Regions from separate parts of the Mus musculus genome. Here region 2 is linked to region 1. The links are chromatin contacts, called in public HiChIP or PLAC-seq maps. All regions are on one chromosome and are shown on one strand. Each heading gives the region's core, a stretch centred on a gene start, on an enhancer-like site or on the middle of the called end of the contact. The rest is flanking DNA. Distances are from core to core; before and after follow the strand shown.

Evidence for each region. HiChIP or PLAC-seq counts read pairs in DNA pulled down with a chosen protein or histone mark.
Region 2: a FOXA1 HiChIP or PLAC-seq map of pancreatic cancer cells shows a contact between it and region 1. The contact joins two enhancer-like sites. A contact is called at or near these places in 1 of 115 datasets of contacts at active chromatin or transcription factors (pancreatic cancer cells) and 1 of 9 other capture datasets (adipose tissue).

What each region holds. Positions count from the first base shown.
Region 1 is chr12:112,740,409-112,745,325 of GRCm38.p6, forward strand. Cep170b (centrosomal protein 170B) reads left to right here. Exons shown (of 19, transcript NM_001024602.3): 13 at 366-603; 14 at 2,545-2,704; 15 at 2,995-3,138; 16 at 3,262-3,350; 17 at 3,662-3,755; 18 at 4,115-4,166; 19 at 4,257-4,917. The coding sequence ends at 4,504. Among named protein-coding and RNA genes, the nearest start is that of Mir6940, 9.5 kb to the left of the region's middle. Within about 2 kb of position 2,938, at least 128 of the 459 cell types and tissues checked have an H3K27ac peak or open chromatin away from gene starts, as enhancers often do. A contact at or near this core is called in pancreatic cancer cells, where this site is marked.
Region 2 is chr12:113,207,978-113,212,894 of GRCm38.p6, forward strand. No RefSeq gene overlaps it. Among named protein-coding and RNA genes, the nearest start is that of Gm25622, 3.7 kb to the right of the region's middle. Within about 2 kb of position 2,799, at least 23 of the 459 cell types and tissues checked have an H3K27ac peak or open chromatin away from gene starts, as enhancers often do. A contact at or near this core is called in pancreatic cancer cells, where this site is marked.

The DNA of each region.
Region 1 (4,917 bases), core at 1,688-4,187:
GACCTCACTCACCTGTGTGAGCCAGCTTTGTGGTGCCATATCTGGTCCCTGTGTGTGGCTTACCTCATTATCTGCCCAGCATCCTTTCCTGGTGCCCAGAGAGATGCTCTCATCTCATCGGGCACAGCCGGTTACCACTCTGCCCCTTCCCTGCCCCCTGGATGCTGCACTGACCCCAGGAGTGCCCAGTCCCTGGCCCTGCATGTCCTTTGGGCTGGGGGTGCTTCTGCTAGGGGCTTCTGAGGACAGCTGTGATGCACCTGTCCTGCAGCACGGGGCCCTCATCCTGAGGGACCCTGAGGCTACCGAGGCACTGAGTGTTCTCTGTTCTGTTCTCGCTTCTGAATCCAAACCACTCACTCAAGACACGAGGCGTCGGCAGCAGGGTTCGGATTACACGTCCACCTCCGAGGAGGAGTATGGGTCCCACCACAGCTCCCCTAAACACACACGCTCCCATGCCTCAACAGCCACACAGACCCCAAGGGGCAGCAGCTCTACCCGGGCTCGCTCCCAGGGCCCCCGAGACACAGATGATGACGAGGAAGAGCCTGACCCCTACGGCTTCATCGTGCAGACAGCAGAGATCGCAGAGATTGCTAGGTGAGTGACCAGTCAGGGCCAGGCCAGAGGCCCCCTCCCTTGGCTGAGAGCAGCCTAAGGGCCAGGGCTAGGCTGGGCTTCTGACCCTGAGTAGATTTAGAGATTATTTGGTGGGTGGTGGCTATGTGAGTGGGTGGGTGGGTGGATGAGACCCCCTGGTGCCATGCCTTTAATCTCAGCACTTGGGAGGGAGAGGCAGGCAGATCTCTGTGAGTTTGAGGCCAGCCTTGTCTACAGAGTGAGTTCGTTCTAGAACAGCCAGGGCTACGCAGAGAAATCCTGTCTCAAAATCAATAACAGCAACAACAAAGAGGTGTATAAATGAATAAATGAGTGGGTATGTGGATGGATGGATTAGTCACTAGGCGATGGCTCAGTTGATGAGTAGATATTTGGATGGATGGGTGGATGGATAGGTGGACCGGTGGGTGTCTCTCTAGGAGGGCGGGGAACTTTGGGTTCAAGGAGCTAGTGTGACCACAGTTTATTCCAAATAAACTTCCTCATGAGGCCATTCTTTGGGATGTGTTCTGGGAAAGGGTGTGTGGAGATGGATCTAGCTGGCTATGGCCAGTGTCCTGGTGCCCAGGCACTGGAAAGCTTGTAGAGATGTCCCCTAGGAACAAGGTGGACCTCAGGAATTTTGTTGAGGTTGCTGTTCTTGAGAGCTCTTGAGACACTGAGAAGGTGACCAGAAACAGATGGCCCTCATGAGTGGCCCATGTGTGGATGGGGGCACAGTTACTGTAACCTCACAGGCAGAAGCTGAGGCCGTGGTAGAATGAGGTCACATAGAGGACAGGGTAAGAGAGATGGGTTGACAAAGAGGGTCCTCCTGAGAGGCAGGCGGGGTGTACGGGAGGATGTATGGCCCTTGAGTGAGACCCAAAGGGACAAAGGCTCCTCAGGTCTCAGTATAAGAAGGAGCAGGAAGAGGTGTGGCCCGTGTGGGCTTCTCAAGCTCTGGTGTGCCTTCCTGGTGGGCCCAGGAGACTGCTGCAGTTTCCCTGTAGAAAGAGGCCCCAAGAGAAGCAGCACAGGAAGAAGTGGGAACATTTGGAGGTTTGGTGTCACCTAGAGTCAGGGGGACCTGCTTCTGTGCTCTCTTGATGTCAGAACCATGAGAAGCCTGGGTCACCCATCTGGGGAACCATGACGAAGCTTTTGGAGAGAGGCAGGTATGGCAAAGGCCTAGGATGCAGGTCCTACGTAGACCCAAGAGGAGAGTCGTAGGATACCCTAAGTCTGGAGCTGAGGGTTCAAGTGTGTGGATCATGGTGGTAATGAGCCTGAAGAACTGTGAAGGCAAGAGAGAGGATGTGGGCCCTTCAGGGACCTCCCTAAAGACGGGGCTGGCCATGTGTCCAGGAACCTAGTTAGACTGGTGTCCTCAAAGCAGCAAGCCCAGGGAATTGCTGCTGCCTACTTTGTCGTCTGTCTCCTGGCTGCCCAGGTGCCTCACTGGGACAAGCCCCAGGACCCTTGTCAGATGTGTGCTCCCCCATGGTGTGATCAGAACTTAGCTCTCAGCCATACTGGAAGAGCCACAAGGTCCCTCTACAACTCTGACCTTTGGACTCAGGAGCCCCTATTCACTCCTCCCGTGCCTCTGTTTCCTTGCTCACCAAGGTGGTGCCCATGCACTCTGAGGCTACGTTACATCCATTCTGGGAGGGCCTGATGGCCAGTGACTAGCTCTGGTGTGCAGGAAGAGGAGAACGTCTGGGGACCCTACGCTTCTGTCAGACCCCCACACACCCCAGGCCCAGCTCGGGCAGGCCATGTACCTCAGGCCCAGGCCTTTACCCAGCACAGCCTCAGGCAGTGGAGTTGGACCTGACTCTGCACAGGATGCTTGTGGGTCCTCACCGCCCTCCTCTGTGCACTGGGGCTCTCCCAAGAGGACCACTAGCAGAACTTGTTTTTTCCTGTTGGCTGCAGGCTAAGCCAGACACTAGTGAAGGATGTGGCCATCCTGGCCAGGGAGATCCATGATGTGGCTGGAGACGGGGACTCACTGGGCTCCCCAGGCCCCACTCGCAGCCCATCTCTCGGGAATGTGCCCAACACCCCTGCCTCAACCATCTCAGCCCGGGAAGAGGTGAGTTCAGGCCTCTCAAGGGCACATGCTCATCTGCCAGGGTCAAATCCACCATGTGCTTCTTGGTGTGAGGGCTGTAATAAGAATCCTTACAGAATCCCGAGAGCTTGTGCTGTGGAAACTTGTCCTTCCAAGGGAGTGGGCGTTGGGAGGGATCCGGAGCAGATGCAGACGGGCCCAGGCCTGTCACGTCCTGTTTTATCTCTTCTCTGACTGAAGCAGTGCAGGGGCTCACTGCACCCCCTAGTGGTTCCTCTGCATCAGCCGAGCCAATGCTCTGTTCTCTGCAGCTGGTACAGCGTATACCAGAGGCCAGCCTGAACTTCCAGAAAGTGCCGCCTGGCTCTATGAACTCTCACAACTTGGACCAGAACATGAATGACAGCCGAGACGATGCTCTGACCAACAAGACGAGGCCTCGGAACCGTGAGGAGGCACGGTGCCCCTCTGACATTGCGTAGCTGCGGGTTGGGGCGTGTCTTAGTGTCTGGATGGAGGCCAGCTAGCTGGGTGGAGAGGGGAGGGCCCCGGCCATACTAATGCCCAGGTCCTTCCAGGTGATCTTTGATAATCTGATGCTAAACCCGGTGTCCCAGCTGTCACATGCCATTCGTGAAAACACGGAGCATCTTGCTGAGAAGATGAAGTAAGCGGGTAGTCCCTGGGTGCCAACAGGTCACGTGTGCTGCATCTAGCAATAGTATGCAGCCTGATAGGTCACATGTGGGTAGCCAGTCTCTGTGTGTCTTCACTGCTCCCTGGGGTCGGGGCCCCATTGCTTCCTCTCTCTCTCTGGCCCTATCTGAGCTGTTCCCATCTGAGCATGAGGTAGCTAGCCACACTCCTGCTCCGGGTGTCAGTTTCCCTCTTGAATCAGCTCTACTATGGCCAGAGAATATCAGGGGAGCAGCTGTTCTGTGTTCTCTGTCACTGCCCTTGTCCCTGCTCCCCTCTCAGGGTCCTCTTCCAGAATACAGGCCGGGCCTGGGAGGACTTAGAGGCCAGAATCAACTCTGAGAATGAAGTACCCATCCTGAAGACATCCAACAAGGTGAGAGACAGAGACCCCATCCTTGAGCCTGGCCCCCCATCCTCGGGCCTGGCCCCCCATCCTTGGGCCTGGCCCCCCATCCTTGGGCCTGGCCCCCCATCCTCGGGCCTGGACCCTCATCCTTGAGCCTGGCCCCCCATCCTCGGGCCTGGACCCCCATCCTCGGGCCAGGACCCCCATCCTCGGGCCTGGACCTCTACCCTCGGGCCTGGACCCCCATCCTCCGGCCTGGCTCCCAGCCAGTGGGCGTTGCTGAGCTGGTCTGAGCCACATCCTTAATCCAAGTCCACCAGGAGGCCCTGGGGGCCCTGCATGTTCCTACTCTTGCCCTCCAACCTTCCTCCTCTCTGTCCTCCCAGGAAATCAGCTCCATCCTGAAGGAACTTCGACGCGTACAGAAGCAGTTAGAAGGTAGGTGTGGCCCAGACCTAGGGCAGGCAAGGGCGACCTCAGAGGCTTATAGCCAGATTCTCAACTGGACTCTTTGATCTCTTCCTCCAGTCATCAATGCCATCGTGGACCCCAGCTTGAACCTCGACCTACTGATGGGAAACAGGGCTCCTTCAGGGTCTGGCCAGCCAGGACTTGGGAAAGCCCGGCCAGCAGCTCAGAGCTCAACTTCACCTGCCTCGGTGGATACCTTGCTGCCAGCCCTGCCTCTCAGGAGCTTCCCACAGCGGGCCAACTGCGGGCCCCCCGGCCTCCCGGAGCCTGCCTTCCTTCCTGATGCTGAGAGGTTTCTGATCTAAGCTGTGAGGCGGGCAAGGCCAGCCTTCTTCTGCGCGTGTGTCCTGTGCATCCATCCCACGGCCCACCTGCCTGGCTGCAGGAGGTTCTCTGTGAAAACCCTGTATGTGCCATAGCCCCATGGATGGGTGCCTCCCATTTCCAGACCCTCCTCAGCCAGCACCTGAACCACTTCATCCAGCCCATGGCGCCCCCACCTCCACAGGCCTCCCAGCCTAGCCCCTGGGGTGTCCACTGCCAAGGGCCAGCTGGTGAGGCCCCATATTCACCTCCTGTCAATCACCATTGTTTTTGTTGGTAGCTTTAAAGGAAAGAGTACATTGCTCCCTTGCAGGAACTTGCAGGCCCCGCTTAGGTCCAGGCCCAGCCTGGGAGGCCCCGTCTCATCCCTATGTGCTGGCTTGAGGCCAGACAG
Region 2 (4,917 bases), core at 1,549-4,048, 470 kb after region 1:
TCAGTAAAGGTCAATGACTGAAAACAAAACAAAACCCCGATGGGCATGATGCAAAATGAGCCAACTTTCAAATTATAAGCATAGAAGGAAAAGAATACCATGCCGAAGGCATAGAAAGTCATAGAAGAAAAATTTCCAAACCTAGAGAAGGAGGTGCCCATGTAGACACAGAAACCCCCAGAAACCCCCCAAAAAGACAGGACCAGAAAATAAACACTCCACGACATTTTATAAACATTAAAAACAGAAAACAAAGAATGGATATTGAAGGCTGCAAAAGAGAAAGGTTCAGGGGCTGGAGAGATGGCTCAGCGGTTAAGAGCACTGACTGCTCTTCCAGAGGTCCTGAGTTCAAATCCCAGCAACTACATGGTGGCTCACAACCATTTGTAATGAGATCTGATGCCCTCTTCTGGTGTGTCAGTGACAGTACACTTACATACAGGAAATAAATAAATAAATAAATAAACAAATAAATAAATAAATAAATCTTAAAAAAAGAGAGAAAGGTTCAGTTATTTATAAAGGTAGACTCACCTGACTTATGAATGATAACACTTGATTACTCTAGAGACATTTTACACATATTTATTTTATGTGTATGGGCCTTTTTGCCTGTATGTGTGTTTGTACACCACATACATACAGTGTGCAGAGGCCAGAAAAGGGAATCAAATCCTGTGTGACTGGAGTTACAGATGGTTCTTGGCTGCCCCGTGGGTACTAGGAACCAAATCCAAGTCCTCTACTGAGCCATCTCTGCAGCCACACAGTAGAAACATTTAAGGCCAGACGTGTGGAAAGACATTCCAAGTTCTGAAAGACCAAAATTCTCAACCAGGAAACTATTAAAATTCAAGGGGAAATAAAAGCTTTCCCCAGCAAAAACAGATGAAAGGTATTTGTGACCATAGGCCGCTCTACAGAGGACATGGGGGTAATACCTCAGACTGAAGAGAAACACCATGCACATGAGGGGACGTGGGCTAAATCACACGTGAGGAGGTGTGGGGATGGGAAAGGCTGGGTTGGGGGAGGCTTAGCCAGAGTGAAGGCTTCCTACATTCAAATCTACAAACCTCCACACAAGAAAAAAAAATTCTGAGGGGGATGCAGAACACAGGCAGCTTGAAAATGGAGGGATTTCAGATTTAAGTGGGAATCAGGGGCTTGGAGGACTGGGGAGAGGAGAGGGTTAAGTCGGGTTAGCCAAGAGCAAGGACACATGAAGAAGCCTTATAAAGTCGCTACTCTGTAAGCTAACATTTATAAAGCAATTTGAACAAAGTATATCCATGGGTGAACAATGTTGCTCTCTGAAGAAATGTGTTAGGCTGGGTGAGGTGACACTGTATCGCTTGCTTATGTTAAATGTGTGTAGATTTGGTGTTGTTCAAAAGGCATTTATGGAACTAAGAGCATGGTAAGTGATGAGCAAGTCCTCCGGTGACTTGATATTTAGGCATCACTAGTTTGTGTTCTATCAAGAGATTACTTAATTTGTATGTTTCCCTGAGACTACAGTTTCTTTTTCCTTCCACTTGGTCACCCCTTGCTCTAAATGTGGGTCATGTTAGAAAATACGATGATGGCTCTCCACAAACATTCCAAGGAGTTACAGACTATCGTGTTTTTTTATTTTATTTTATTTTTTAAAAAAGATTTATTTATTTATTATATGTAAGTACACTGTAGCTGTCTTCAGACACTCCAGAAGAGGGAGTCAGATCTCGTTATGGATGGTTGTGAGCCACCATGTGGTTGCTGGGATTTGAACTCCAGACCTTCAGAAGAGCAGTCAGGTGCTCTTACCCACTGAGCCATCTCACCAACCCCCAGACTATCGTGTTTTTAATTTACACCAGGCTATTTACCTGTGGTCCTTTACCCACAAATACAGTGTTGTGAACATTTTAATGATATGTGTGTAACATGTGAATAATGAAGTTTTGTTTGTCTGTAACCTGCTTTTTCATGTTGCTTCAAGATTGTCTGTTATGAGAAATAATATGTAGTGCCCTAGCATGCTTGTAATGAAACACATAACAAGGACGAGAGCCTAGCGAAGTGGCACATGCTGATAATGTTAGCACTTAAAAATGATAAACAACAACAACAACAAATAAGAAGCCAAGAAATTAAAAAGGGATAAGATAAATTATTGGCCACAATAGTCAGGAAAGCTAGAGAGGCTAGTAAGATAGATAGTACCTGGGCAGCAGCTGCAGAGCGCCTTTGGCTAAAGATCAATGTTTACTGTAAAGAAAAAAAAAGACACTGGGTGAGAGACTGCTCCAACAAAAAGAAGAAAAGGGACAATGTGGCTCTCTAAAACTAAAACAGGGACTGTGTTTCATATTCACCCACTAACCAATTCAAGACAAGTTAGAAAATTCCTGGGCACTGCGGGCCTTTACAGCCTGTGGATTCCAGAATTTGCTAAATTAAAGAGATAAACAGCCCTTCATATGAAAAAAAATAAAAAAACAACAGGCCTTTGATGCCATTAAGACTGCCCTAATGTTGGCTCCAGCTTTAGGCCTCCCAGATGTGACTGAGAACAAAGATATTGCCAAAAAGGAGTTCTTACTCAGAGACTGAGGCTCTAGAAAAGACCTGTGGCATACGTATCTAAAAAATTAGACCCTGTGGCTGTAGGATGGCCGGCTTGTTTGCTGTAACGTTACTGGTCAAGGAAGCAGATAAATTGACTCTGGGACAGAACTTAGTGCATGCCCTAAAAAGTGTGGATCAGCCCCGATCGATGGCTGACTAATGCTCGCATGACTCATTACCAGATTCTGTTGCTCAACTCTGGTAGAGTCACTTTTGCCCCCCGCAAGTCTGAACTTAGCTACCCTGCTCCCAGACAAGACTGGCGTGAAGATCTGACAGACCAGCAGCTGTGGTAGCTGGACACAGGCCCTGCCAGAGAACACATTGGCTCAAAAGGCAGAACTGATCGTCCACACTAAGGCCTTGAAATAAAAAAAAAAAGAAAAAGACTCAACATCTACATGGATAGCAGGTACGCTTTTGCCACAGACCACGTCCATGAGGCCATATATCAACAGAGGAGTCTACTGACGTCGGGAGGAAAAGGAATTAAGAACAAAGAAGTAGTACTGGATCTACTGAGGCCCTCCATGGCTCTGCCAAGGTAAACATCATCCACTGTCCTAGTCACCAGAAGAGAGAACCCATGATAACAAGGGACAACAACGTGACAGACTGAGAGGCACGAACAGTTACAGCCATGGCCCTGCGGGTGCTCCTGGCAATGGAGCCCGAGTTTGCCTACATAGCAAAAGACTTAGCCTTCATTTCCAAAGATTCCAGTCACCAGTTCAACAAAAATAAGAGACTGTGGTACACCTCCATGGAAAGAAAATTCCTGCCACAAAGACAATCAGAGGCTATGATCAAACAGATGCTCCAGTGGACTTACGTAGGGGTCAGCAAGCTCATCCAGACATTTTCCAAAACTAAGTATCATGTACCAGGTTTAAAACACCTTATAGAGTAGGTGGTGCAAAAGTGTGTGCCCTGCCAAAAAGTCAATGTCTGCCACACCATGGTGGATCCAGAGAAGAGATCAGGAAGACAGACCTGGAGTCTACTGGGAAGTAGACTTTACTGAAAACAGATAAGATATAAATACCTTCTGGCTTTTGTAAACATTCTTAAAATAGATAAAAGCTTTCCCCTGTAAAAATAAGACTGCTCAGATAGTCATCAAAAAGATTATTGAAAAAATTTTTCCAAGGTTTAGAGTGCCAAAAGCAATAAGGCCAATTAATGGCCCTGCCTTTGTTGTCCAGGTAAGTCAGGGCGTGGCTAAGTATTTAGAGGTCAAATAAAAATTACACTGTGTATACAGACCTCAGAGCTCAGGACAGGTAGAAAGGATTCATAGAACCCTAAAAGAGACCTCGACAAAATTACCCATGGCTACAGACCAGATAGTGCTCCTTCCCCTTGCCCTGTTTAAAACTAAAAATACTTCCTTTTAATTCAGTCTCACTTTTTTTTGAGATCCTTTATGGGGCTCCCATGTCCACCACTGTTTAAATAATATAATTAAACCCACATGTTGTTATAATAATGCTCTGTATGCTAAGTTAAAAGACTTACAGGTGATACAAAAAGAAGTCTGATCCAACTGGTGACAGCGAACGAGCCGGGTACCCCAAAGACATTTCACCAGTTCCAGTCGGAGATCTAATCTGCGTGCACCTGGATCACGCTCAGACCCTTGAGCATCGATGGAAGGGTCCCCACCTAGCCCTACTCACTACCCCTTCTTATCCTGTTTTCTGTCCTTAACCTTTGGCCCATACATCCTTAATTGCTTAAGTACACTACAAGTTTTGATGTTCAGACAATAATATCAGTAGCTACAACAAAGTAAGACATCATTTCAGGATTGAAATGTACCAAAGAGAAAGGGGGGAATGTAATATCCAAATTAAATTCAAGACTACCCAGTACCTTCCCCCTTCAAACTGTACTAGCAGGCCAAGTGCAGAGCCAGATCAGGAAGCTGGCTGACTAAACAAAGATAGAAACATAGTTTTAACGGTTAAACTTACTAAGCTTCCAAAACAAGATTAACAATTCCCCTGCCCCGCCGCACACTAAAAACCACAAGGACAGACAAAAAGAGAGTCACCGTATACAAACCAACCAATGTCTAAAAAGGTTATTGGCTACACCAATTAAATTAAGCCAAACTACCCTGGTGCCTATATCCGGCCCTTACAAAAGTATAAAAAGTGTGATCTCTCTTTGTTCTGGGCCTCTCCTCTGGCCTTCGTGCTGAGAGGGGGTTCCCCGACATGTTAGATAAGTAAAATCCTCACTCGTTTTTGCAACGATGGCGGTCTCTGTGGAATCTTTGTGTGAGTGAGGGTCTTT